Linked DNA regions of Anas platyrhynchos: region 2 is linked to region 1. The links are chromatin contacts, called in public Hi-C maps. All regions are on one chromosome and are shown on one strand. The core of a region is the stretch at or near the end of the contact, and the rest is flanking DNA. Distances in the headings are between cores, read along the strand shown. Region 1 overlaps LRRFIP1 (LRR binding FLII interacting protein 1). Region 2 overlaps LRRFIP1 (LRR binding FLII interacting protein 1).

The links. A called contact is a pair of places that touch in the nucleus more often than the background predicts.
Region 2: a Hi-C map of skeletal muscle shows a contact between it and region 1, with 5 times the contacts expected there. The contact joins two enhancer-like sites. A contact is called at or near these places in 2 of 8 Hi-C or Micro-C datasets (skeletal muscle and subcutaneous adipose tissue).

Annotation. Positions count from the first base shown.
Region 1 is chr7:31,035,416-31,041,756 of IASCAAS_PekinDuck_T2T, reverse strand. The region is part of intron 1 of LRRFIP1 (LRR binding FLII interacting protein 1); the gene reads right to left. Among named protein-coding and RNA genes, the nearest start is that of LRRFIP1, 18 kb to the right of the region's middle. Within about 2 kb of position 2,501, at least 1 of the 8 cell types and tissues checked has an H3K27ac peak or open chromatin away from gene starts, as enhancers often do.
Region 2 is chr7:31,097,616-31,103,570 of IASCAAS_PekinDuck_T2T, reverse strand. LRRFIP1 (LRR binding FLII interacting protein 1) reads right to left here. Exons shown (of 19, transcript XM_072041241.1): 12 at 5,482-5,607; 13 at 5,176-5,247; 14 at 2,742-2,912; 15 at 1,684-1,776; 16 at 1,099-1,191. Among named protein-coding and RNA genes, the nearest start is that of LRRFIP1, 80 kb to the right of the region's middle. Within about 2 kb of position 3,175, at least 2 of the 8 cell types and tissues checked have an H3K27ac peak or open chromatin away from gene starts, as enhancers often do.

The sequences.
Region 1 (6,341 bases), core at 1,252-3,751:
CTTCAAGAGTCATTTATCTAAAACATTCAGAGAACAAGGGATCTCTGCAACAGTCTCACCATTAAACCCTCAGTTACTGAAAGGAAGGAGTGGAGTGTTTGGCAAGCCCTGATGAGCTGAATCCACGCTGGAGAGGGGGGCACAGCCTGAGCTTCCCCTCTAAGGTCTCCAAGCTGAGCCATAACTGCACGAAGCAAGCAGGAACGTAGACAACTGCAGAGATGGCACAGCAAAGCAGAGGTGGTTTGGGGAGACTTAGTAAAGAAGAGATTTTTAAGGATCTGACCCTTTTGATTTCCAATTCCCCATGAGTCAACACTCTCTAAAATGTTCATGCTGCTCCACAGAACCTATGGACAAAGCGGTCTGAAGGAAGTGGTTATTTAGCTCGATCAACACAGAGATATTTATAGAATACTATATTTTAAGAAGGGCAGTGTCTTGATTTTTCCAAGCTTAACCTTAAACCGACGTCAAAAACAGTCTACATTAAAATTTGTTTTTAAAAATTACGTTTAAATAAAATGCCCACTATACCAGGAGTTAAGCAGAGTCTAATAAAGTTTTGGTTAATTATTTTTCCAAGTTTGTAACTGACACTCAGTTTGCTCACATACTTGAATATTTAATATTCCAAACAGAAGTGGCTCACAAAAGCAACTAACATGCTAAAGTAATAAGTCTTTCTCTCACGCTGCTTAAGCACAAGATAAGATCTGTGACTCTGGGAGCAGCAGCAGCAGCTCAGCCCTACAAAGGAAAATCTATACAGCCTAAATTCTTCATGAGCGCTTGATTTCATCTGAAAGAGTGGTTTTATTCTCAACTTCAGGGCTGGAAGCCACAAGAGCATTTATGCTGTAAAAAGCTGCTCAGAAGCACAGCAATGCACTCTTGCTTCCACTAGAAAAACCAGCACCTGCCTGAATTTCACTTTCTTTGCACAGAAATAAGGCTCTTGCGTACTAGGGAGCACAGCTCAACTGAACATGAGGGTCTGAAAGCATTTTTCAGCTCATCTCCCCGACTCCTTCTGCAGATGGACTCTCCAAGGCCACAGACCTCACCAGCCTCAGCAGTTTAGCTGGTTCTGGATGTGTGCAGACCTGGGAAGCTACAGAACATACTGTTACCTCCAGCAGTTAGCCTGTAGCTCTCAGTGCTTCCTCCTCTGGTCTGCATCACTCTGCTTACCCTTTCAGGGACGACTGCAACACCCTCTCCTTATCTATCCTGCCCCTAGATGGCAGTGGAAGGGAAGCATGCAGTAATCTATTTCAGAAATAAACCAATTAGTTTATCTCGATGACTTATTTGTTAACTTAGGAAGTGATGGATGGACCCCATCTTGAAATCCAACAGTTGCTAATGGTAAAATAACAACCAGAAGTGTAAACTGTAAGGAACAAGTTGAAGTTAGTTTAATTGATGATATAAGGAACTAGGAAGACACTGTAATTTATCAGTCCCCAAAAAACTGAGTGACTGTTTTGTGTGTTTTCCATTCCCTCATGCAACCAAGACTGAAATACAGGCAAAATGACTGCAGGAGCAATGACACACAAGTGTTTCCATAGTGCAGACAAAGAAATCTCAAACTGAGTTGAGCATATCAACCATAGTTTTTTTTTTTTGTTTCTTTGTTTGTTTTGTGGTTAAAAAAAATCTACAAATAAACATGTTATATTTTAATGAATAAAAAATTAAATAACCCACACTTAACCCTACATTAAACTGAATAAATGCCTAAGTGACAGCGCCAAGACAGCTTTATGGTCTAGAATTTTAGCATCATCTCCTTGATAAGGTCATCCAGAGGAAGCTGTAAAAACACTCTCCCTCCCTCACTTACACGGGGTTTGTGGTGAGTAGGTAGGTGGTGATTACCTTTCCACTCTGAAGAAGAGCACTAACCAACAGCAAGCTCACAAGCCTGCCCCTTAGACCGAGATTACTCAGGTGCGAGCAAAAGGCCACGACCGTGAGACCTGTACCAAGCCACAAAGAAAAGGAGCATCAACTCCTCCCACCAAGAAATCCCCAGCAGCTTCAGGAATCTACCCCAAGGCTGACAGCCAGGTTTCTTCTCTGCATCTGCTCAGTCCTAAGCACTGCTGCAAGCATCCAACTGCAACAGCATCTGCCTTGGTACCGATACAGATCTGGCAGCTGAAGATCCCACTAACAACTGTCTAAGGCTTTCATTCCCTTCCACAATACTATTTCAATTTATTACAGGTGCTTAGGAAACTCATTTCTGCATTCAGACAGCTGGATTCGAGTACCCTCTATGTCAAATCTGCAGTCTAAGGAGAAGCGAGTGGAATACAAGTAGCAAAGACTGATGTGGAGTTACCTAATTCAGCATTCACTTTGGGCTGAAAAGTGTCAGCTGTTGGAAGTGCAAGCTGTCAGAAAAGATTTCCTCTGAAATCCTGCTTGGTAATGGTCATCTCAGTACGTGTGCCAGCACTGCCTCTCTCATTTCCAGAAATCTGCCGAAAATCTGGATGTTCACGTTCGCAGAATCATTACTAATTTAAGCGGTTCCAACTGAGCAGCTAAAATTGAGTAATTCTTCTAAATTCCAATGCGGTAGTAAGAGGAAAATTATTTTTCCATGTGCTCAGATATTTACACAGCCTTACTTTTGGTATGGTAAGCTCTTTAGCTCTTTAAGGATTTATGTTCAAGCTATAGCAGAGGAAAAGGAAAATCTGCTGCACTGTACATTCCTGGTAAACCAACTGTGGCTGCGAATGCCACACTTCATATACTTAAACTCACTAAGAAGCAATTTTATAAATAAAATAAGCTGCAGCTAAAAAACAAAAACAAAAAAAAAACAGTTAATAAGACTGAACTAATGGTAACTCTAATCTCCAAGTGAATATTTTTTCTATTTTCTGTTCTGATTCAGAAAAGTACTTTGGCTTTGTTGGAGGTAGCGTCAGGATGAACCCGTGCTGTGTTCCCTTGGTCATGTTTTGTCCTGTCCTTTAGGGGCTCACCATCACGGTTCTGCACCAATGCACTGTCTGAGTATCTGCTTTTCCAGAGGAACATCCCAATACCAGATGATAAACCACTATCATTATGGGTTTTGGAGAGGAAAAAAAAAGAAAAAGAATTAACTATAACATAACTTTCACAGATTATGAGCTGTTTCTTTCAGAAAATAGCTTCTCTGCAAGCAATCAGTGCCTCTCCCTCCCCCTCAGCCTGCCACCTCTTGGCCTTTCAGGCAAAATTTCAGTGTTTTGCCAACTGATTGTGCCCTAAACAATGAGCAGGTATCCACCTCATTTTAGTATTCAACCTTCCTCTGCAGCCCAGCAGACTGAGCAAACCACAGCACCTCGAGTGCACTGTGGACACCATGAGATCACCAATCTGCTTTCCATTATGGACTGCCCCACATCCAGATGGAGCTCATTAAAAGCAGCAGTGTGGCAAAAGGCAAGCCATTCACATGAGAGCAGAGGGCTGCAGCTGTTGACCAACTCAGCCATCCCCAAATAACTCCCGTAACTCCAGCACGTAACACAAGCCTGCCTTATTTGTCCACCTCGGACTGCAGGAAACTCTCACCCTTCCTTTCCAAGAGGGAAAGGGTAAATCGAGTAGATCAGATTCAAGATGACGTAAGTAACTTGTCCTTGGTGACTTCAAAAATCCAAGCAGGGAGCAGGGTTGCTCAGTCCTGCCGCGACAAGTCTCAAGCAGAGTCTCTTTGCTCGTCCGGAGCCACAGAAGACCGTAACACATGTAACACATTCACTGCGAGGAGGGGAAAAAAAGCAAAGTGAAAGTTCAGTTTAATTTTAGAAACTGATTTCCACTTCCCTCCGTGAATCACGGGAAGCCTTGCCAAAGACGTGGGATCTGAAAGGCCCTTCCTTTTGTCAAGCACAAAGTCTTTGCTTTCATGAGAGGTAAAGCTGCTTCAACTCACTGCTATAAGATGTTTGGCGTTGAAAAGCCAAAAGCCATCACAAAAGGCAGCTTTGTATTCAGGACTGGACAGACTATACAGCTGCATTTACACAAATTAGGAGAGTTTTTCTGAGTAATGTTTTTACACTCCAGAAATGCAACATGTATATGAGTAAATACAGCCAGCTTATTAACTATTATCAAATTATCCTATACAATTATTAATTTTAATGCACTCCCTATGCAAACATTGTTATTTCTTCCAACTAGAATCATCAATAAAACCTTTCCCTGAAAGCTGCCACTTTCTCTGTGAGGTTTTGTTTTTAATTACAGTTCTGCTAGAGCCTATTGCTCCTCACCAACATAACTTGATCTTTACTTCTCCACCATGCAATTTGCTTTAATTATATGGCAAATAGCGATAAGGCCATTAACATTAATTATGAGAGCCAGAGAGGTCTTTACATCAATTACCAGTAGAAACCAAAGCTCTGAGCAGTTTTTTCTTTTAGAATAAAAAAGAATTGACTTGATAACCTATCCTACCAAATTGCTCAGGACACTGGAGCCACTTCCTTGTGTACAGCCTCGTTGGGTGACAGCTGATTGCACGTGTCTGGGCTCTGCAGGGCCAGGAAACTGCTGCAAGGACCACAGACTGGGAGGACAGAGGCTGGATCACGTCCAGGTTTTAGGCTCGGTTATTTCTAAGTCCTCCAGATTTCACAAAATTATCTCAGAGCCCAACCTTGAGAAATCAGTTTTGTTCCACCACACGATAATGTCAGCAGCGTAGCTTCCAGATGTCTCCAACGGACCCGGAATAAGCCCTGAGCAACATCTGAAGCGATGAGCACGGGTCCCTCCTCTCTTAGGTGTGTTTTTTTCAGCCCTCAGCTGTCATTTTCAAGCTCTCTTTTTGACGACACTCCAGCTTCAGATGGCTGGTGATTGCGACAGGACCTTATAAAAGAAATTAGCTAAGCTTTCAGCCTTCCCACATGGGGAAAAACAACAACAAAACATGACTACGTCCATGGAGCAAAGCTCCAGTTTAGTGTTTCACTGTTACTCAGTCTTTTACCAGAAGTAAACATGCACAGATTTCCTTCCAACTAGGGCTCGTTCAGAGACGTACACCATTTGTTGTCAGCGACTGAGCTATGACCTTGCCCCTTTCCTTGCACACCCTTCCCACACCCAGCTTTGTCACCTCGAGAACAGGAGGCACGGATCAAGCTGATAGATTTGCTTCTGCACTTTACCAGGATGTTTTTACAGCTCTTCTTTTTCAAAGAGCTTTGAGACTACTGCTGAACAATCACTGCCTACACCCTCTACAACTAAATCAAGAGAAGAGCCAGGGTGCCAAAAGTCTTGGATGCAAGGATGTGCCTCTGGTCCAAACACAGCGATAAAAGGTGCGCTACATACAGAAGCGGCCAGAACTACTGGGAGTTATCTTGGCCTGCCCTGTCCACTCTTACAGCTCATTCATCAACTCATCAGTTCTACTGATTCTCTTCTCTGAAGTAAGTATTTTAAATCATACAGTTGGAACTCGCCAAACCTTCGGGGACAGGACACGACAACTTCCTAATCGTGTACTAGAATTAAAAAAATATTAAGAGGAGCAAGAAGCCTGCTAAGCACAAAGGCTCATTTTCTGTAGATTTTTATTAGTATATCAGTGTTGCTTCTAAATGCCCTCTGGAAGCATCATAATACAACAGCCACCGCACCAAGGAGCTTATATTTGCAGTAAGTAGGGCCAGTAGTGTTTGCTGTGGTTTACAGAGAGCTATTCCACCCAGTGCAATGGCTCTGTAATCGATCTTGGGTGCCAAAAGACCAGCACTAGATCAAAGCCATCATAACGAGGAGACAGGAGGGGCTGGATGCATCAAGGTCAACCTTCCAGTCGATTCATCTCTGTTACGATGTCTCATGTGTGGCTTCTCACCTTATCAAGTGCAGGTAGGAAAGGCAGCTCAGCCTTTCTCATCGTGCTTCACCAAAGCCCAAAACACCCAAACCATGAGCCAGCAGCTCTGCACGCCTGGAAGGCTTTCCTCCTTCCCTTCTACATGAACACAACTTATTTTTCCTTTTCTCCCCGAATAAGCATCTCAGTTGTAAAACGTGGCATTTGGACTGCCCCAGCAGCACAGATTTTCCCATGGTACTCTGCCAGGCTCACTTTGCTCTTGGTTTGAGTCACTGTTCGAGCGGGTAGCTCACTCTCCATTTCCATTCCATCCTTACCCTTTCTCCTGGAATTTCCAACAGTGCTGTGCTAGAAAAAGTGAGACATCTGCCCACAACAGGCCCTCGTAGTTCTCTGCACTTCTTGAAGCTGTAACAAAAGAAGACTACAACTTTTTGGTTTGATGAGCTTGGAA
Region 2 (5,955 bases), core at 1,926-4,425, 61 kb before region 1:
GAGCAGATTTAAGATATTCAGAGATTCATGGAAGTGGCATGTGTGAAAAAGGTAAAGTTCACAGATTAAAGAATTGAGTTTACATACACACAGATAAGCCTCAAATCCAAGAAATTCACAGCTTATTCAATAATCAGGCAGTCCCAGGAATTCCTACTGAAGACACTCAAAGTCCGAGCTTCCACAAAAAATCCTTCAAAGGAGGATTCACTTTCCATTCTTATCTGCTGGATGAGTTAATTCATATCCAGCATACATGCTGAAGTAGTACGCAAGTCCCATGTGCTAACAGAAGAGCATGAAAGCAGGCCTGACATTTTAATAGTCTATTATGGGTTGTTAATTTCATGGGTTACTGTAATAGGTGCAGCACGTTTCAATTAACCAGAAAACTGCCAATAAGCTATCTTTAAACTCTGGGATGTACCATGTGCAAGTGCAAATGTTAGTACTGAACCCCCCGATATTTCTCTATAAACGCACAATAACTAAAAATCACACACTTTAGTTTCAAATTGCTAGAAGTTACTGGACATCACAAACACGTATGAACTGCCAGATTTCTTTCCCCTTCTAAATTCAGAAAGTCTTCCATGTTTGTTGTTGAAAAGAAAGCCATGCTTTTCTTTAAGAGTGGGTTTGTATTTGGCTTTGACAGGAGGTGGTGGGAAAGGATGAGAAACAAGGGAACGTTAGAGACTTTCATCCCCAAAGGCCACAAAGAGCTCTGTTACTTCTTAATCACACTCCGGTTTCTGCTCAGTCTGCAGATTAAACCTGAATAAGCAAAAAGTCAGTGCTGATGGAATTGCATTATAAATAGCACTTCCTTTCTCAATATAGCATACACAAACGGAGCACCACAGCAGATAAATTATCCCAGGTTTTGAAATCTGACCAGCTGCTAGGTTTTTCTTGGATTTTCTAATATTGAACAAAGACAAAGTTTACTATTTGCTAGTTCACTGGCAATATACTAAGACAGCCACACCAAGCAAAGCCACTGAGGAGGATTTTCTTCGTGAGGTTTTACAAAAGCAGTATCAGCTCAAGAACACAATGCCATTCTGAAAACATTTCAGGAGTTGACAGTCCTACCCCTATTTTTTTGTCTTTCCACTCTATTGTCTCCTGAAGATCAGAAATTTCCCTGACATAGCTCTGCTGTTTCTGTTGCAGCTGTTGGATTTCCTGAGAGACAGGAGCAAAAGAAGAAGACAGAAAGCAGATAACAGGTTAACAAAGATGGTCAAGATTGCAGTGATGTCAAAGAATGAAAAAAGTCAGGTGCTGAAGTAAAAGGTTATCTACATACACAATTTCATGGTTTCTGACATCTCAGCTAAATCTACACTTCTGAAGACAATCTTACTATTCAAAGGTGACTTACAAAGTTAGATGGTTCCATGTTTCCTCTACATCTCCACTAACAGCTGTCGAAAACACAGCTTATTTCATGTTATGGACAATGAAAAAAGGAAATCTATCTTCAGATAATACTTTTGAAAGTCTTATTTCTGTTAGTCAGTTCTAAACCTGTTTGGCCTGAAACACGAGTATTTCTTCAGGTGAGAAATTTGAGTAGGGAATAAAATTCTCTATGCCTCACCTTCTACACACCTAACTGGGAACACACCAATCAAAGTCATTAAACAACAACAACAACAAGGTGAAGTTACTTACTGCAAGCATTTCTTCTCTTTGCTTCAAAGCCTCTTTGACTTCCATGAACTGAAACTGCAATATGCTATGAGCATGCTTCTCTCTCTCAAATTCCTGTGAATGAAATATTCATGAGGTTTTTATTGATCAGAAATAGCATCCAAGAAAAACAGAAGAAATTAAGTCCTAGCACAAAGAAAATGCTTGCCACAATTCAATTCCTGAATATGCTTCTAATCACAATCCCAAAAGAATACTTTTTTTTTTTTTTTTTAAGTCTGTTCTGTCATTTTTCCAAGAAATTATTATTCCACCAAATACGGAAGTGACAGACTTCATTTAGGCAGTTTCACAATTTGAGCAGCAGGCTGCCAGTGAGTGGCTTATACACCCAAGTCCTAGTGACTTCACAGAAGAATGGATGGGAACGCAACCTGCTCTTTTGACATAACGCACTAAACAAGTTAGGTAGAAATTAAGGAGTTAAACAAAAAAACACTACCAAATCTTCCAAAAAACATGTGTTTCACAGTGTGCTATAGTGAAATGTCCCCAAGCTAAAGAGCTGATTCTGAGAAGCTAGTAGGCCACAGGTTTAACACCAACTCACTAGGTGTTAGAGATGTTGAATTCACATAAAGCAATTCAGCACTCAGCCACATAGCTGCCTGAACTACGTAAACTGCACAACTCTCTTCTGAAGAGAGATTCATGCATTAAAATACTCTGGAAGTAAAAAAAAAAAAAAAGAAACCTCCAGAAGTCACTCTGAACAAAACCTTTGAATTCAGTTCAAAAATGGAATGTCAAAGGACATATGATACTATCAGCATATCCTTACCATATAAAACATTTTTTTACCTCTTCAGAAATTGCTTTATAAAACAGACATTTCATTAAAAAGTTTGTTTGTATGACCACAAACACATAGCACGCTGCTACTCCACTCACTTTAACATTAACTAAACCAAAAATTATTAAAAGTCTTGAAGAGTAATTTGGCTGTCTCCTCCCAAAGTTGTCTGCCCCCCTCCCCAAATCCTTCGCAGTTAAATAACATGCCACAGCTAAATACCTACTTTACTTTTTTCTTCATATTGCCTCCTGGATTCTGCCAGCTGTTCTTCTAACTCTAACAGGGCATCCTTCAGGGTATCTACTTGGTACATGAAATTTGTTTTTTCATTGTCTAGTTGAGCATTTGACACCATAGCCTTTTTATATTTCTCTTCAACTTCGGCTAAAGAGTCCTGCAAAGAATAAACATCCACAGTCAGAGGTCAGTTACACACACTCTGCCAGCCAAGACCTTGAACAAGAAAACAAAGTGCTAAACCACAAACCTCCTGAGCATTCCTGCTGAAACCGGTGCTAACCACGCGCAGGAGAGCCTTACCAACTGTCCCAAGGTGAGGATAACCTCCCTTGTGTTTCCGCAAGCCTTCTGGTAGCAAACAAGAAACCTTACCTTCGGATGGATAAAATGCTTCCTGTTCTCTGCCGCTTCAGCTCCTGCTTTCTCAGGGTTTTCTTCCTTCTCCCTCCTCCCCCTGCCCCTGCACATTGGCAGCTCAAAGCAGCTGCTGAAGATGACAAGTTGGATTTTTTTTTTTTTTAAAGGTAAACTGGCCTTGATTTAAGATCAGTTTAGGTAGTGCAGCATTAATGAGCTAGGCTTTAACCTAAGGTGGTTTAGCAGTCAGCTCACACAGATTTCAGGCATCCTTTCAGTGTGAGGTAGGAGACACTAAATACACCAACTCAGGAATTGGGATTTGCAGTGAAAGCTGCAGTTTTTGTGACTTGATGCATCATTTTTCATTAGGTTTCCTATATCGCATTCCCTCTTTACAAATTCACTCTAAGAAACAACCCCCATTGCCTTGAAAACCCTCCCCATCCATGTGAAACAAATATAAGATAGTGAGAGGTTTATAACAACGACAAAAAGCTCTGGGTCATCTTCCATGCCATGCAGTCAAACTTGCAGTGTTTGATTTTAAACCAGAAATAAAGGACGTACGTAGGCAAAACAGTGCAAATATGCAAACACGTTGGTATTTCAGTTCACACATCAAGCAGTTTCTCTTGGGACTTCAGTAATATTAGAATGATGCACAGAGTAGAGGTGAGATTCATATAACTCCCTTTCCAGTCCATAAACAGAACAGGGGATGAGAGTGATGAAATGATCACAGAAATTAAGCCTGAATTGGTTTAGTTTGTTTTCTATTGACAAATAAGAGAATTTGTCTTCAGACCCGTATAAATTCATGTTCTTAAACACAAATTGTGTTTTGGTGCACTTTCCAGCCTAAGTATTAGAAATATTAAGCACAGGAAAGCAGTCAGAATTTGGCACCAGTGGTGGGACTGAATATCAGAAACGAGCTGGAAAGGAAGTATATGCAAATAAGAAGTTAACTCCTTCAGCATGCTGAGTTTTGTTTTATTAGCATCAGGTTCCACCACAGCACTGAGCTATCCCTGGACATTAAGCACACTCTTTTACACCAAACCAAAGCCAGAATTAAAGACCACCTTTGTAACCCAGTGTGGCTTAGGTACAAACCACCACAAAAGGCAGTTTAAGGTATGCAGACCTAATTTTTTTTTATGTAGTGTGAATATTTTGCTACATCTGCTATGCACTGATCAGGCAAAAAACCAACAGGCTTTACAGAAAAAAGGACAAATTACTCTTTTTTCCATTCACAACTCATAAGATGGCAGTAACTGCACCTGTTGCAGCACTAAGCTGATGACAAACACAATAATTCACACCAATAAATGTTGCACTACATGCTTGGTGTCTATCTATATCTTTGCAAAATTAACTTTTCCAAAAATGTTATCACTAATGCTGTTCCTCACTTAGCACATGATGTTTTGCTGATGTATGACACCAAAATTCATTTATGGCTTTGTGGAAGTGCTAAGTGCTTCCCTCCTGCCAGCTGCTGTGAGCATTGGTTGGCTTTTCATGTGATGCGTTTTGTTACACAACATTTTGTTACAAGTATTGAGGGTGTTTTCTGTGATCTAAAGATGAAACCCAAATGCCAGTCAGTGCTGCACACGTGCAACTTTCCAAAGGCACACCAGACCTTTTCAAATGAAAATGTAAGCAGAACATCTGAGCTTTTAATATTGAATGATTTTTCATGGCATTGTAGGCCACGTGTTTTATTTTGTCTTCCAATTCTGGGAGGTTTCCTTACAAAGCAATTTAAAATACAGCAATTTTAATTTGCTAGCAAACAATTACCTTCTCAAAACAGCAAGACAGACATGCAAGAGTAATCAGCCGTCCTTCAGTCCACACTTGGAAGCACTGCTCACCACCTTCAGACACCAGGACAGCTACTTTTTCAGCTAATGAAATGTTTCCACACAGTTTACAACCACCCCCAGAAGAAAAGCATGCAAGGTCAGTTCTAGGTCTCACACTGGCTCTGGTGAATGTTTAGCTGGTGTTAATTACCACACTTCCACTCTGCAGTGAAGCAGTACCTTCATTTCTTTCAGTCCCTGCATGTATCTGCCTTCTACATCCTGAATCTGGTCCTTTAACTCATAGATATCCTGAGAGAAATGGTGAGAAAGGTGAATGATGTCACTGAACCTAAGGGGCAAAAGTACAACTGATACGGAATTATTCATATTTGAGGCTCTCATTTAAATATTTCTACCACACGGGTTAAGCAGTCTGATCCTAATCTGAAGCCTTGCCAGACGATGAAATTTCTTGGACAGAAGTTTAAAAAGTGCCATAGTTAAAAGATTCCTAACGGTTTGTGCTGGTTTTAAGAACCTCACCTTTATTTCTCTAATTGATGCCTCCGTATCTGCTGAGATGGACGTATCCCCGCTGCCTCTTCGTGAAGATGTCCCACCTAGAGAAGCTAACGTAGCTGCTGATAAACTCGAGACGGTCCGTGCTCCCTAGAATTACACAGTTTAAAATGGTTGTAATTTTTTTCCTAGACATATGGGTTTAAAAAAATAATTACACACAACATAGACTGTTGACCTACTGGTATAGACAAATGACAAAACATTAATTGTGTTCCTGGGAGTTACAATATTTCTGTGTTAGTTTCAGCAGTACCAAATTAAAACGTGAGAAAAACAGCTAACAGCAATTGTTATCTAGGCATCTAACACAACCAGGGGCAAGTCTGTGGCTTTTAGGTCATCCTAATTCCTAGTTGGCCTCTGGTGCCACAGAAAAAATTAGAATTCAGTATTAACAACAAACCCAGGGGAACGGGAGCTGTTGTTGCTCTGCTC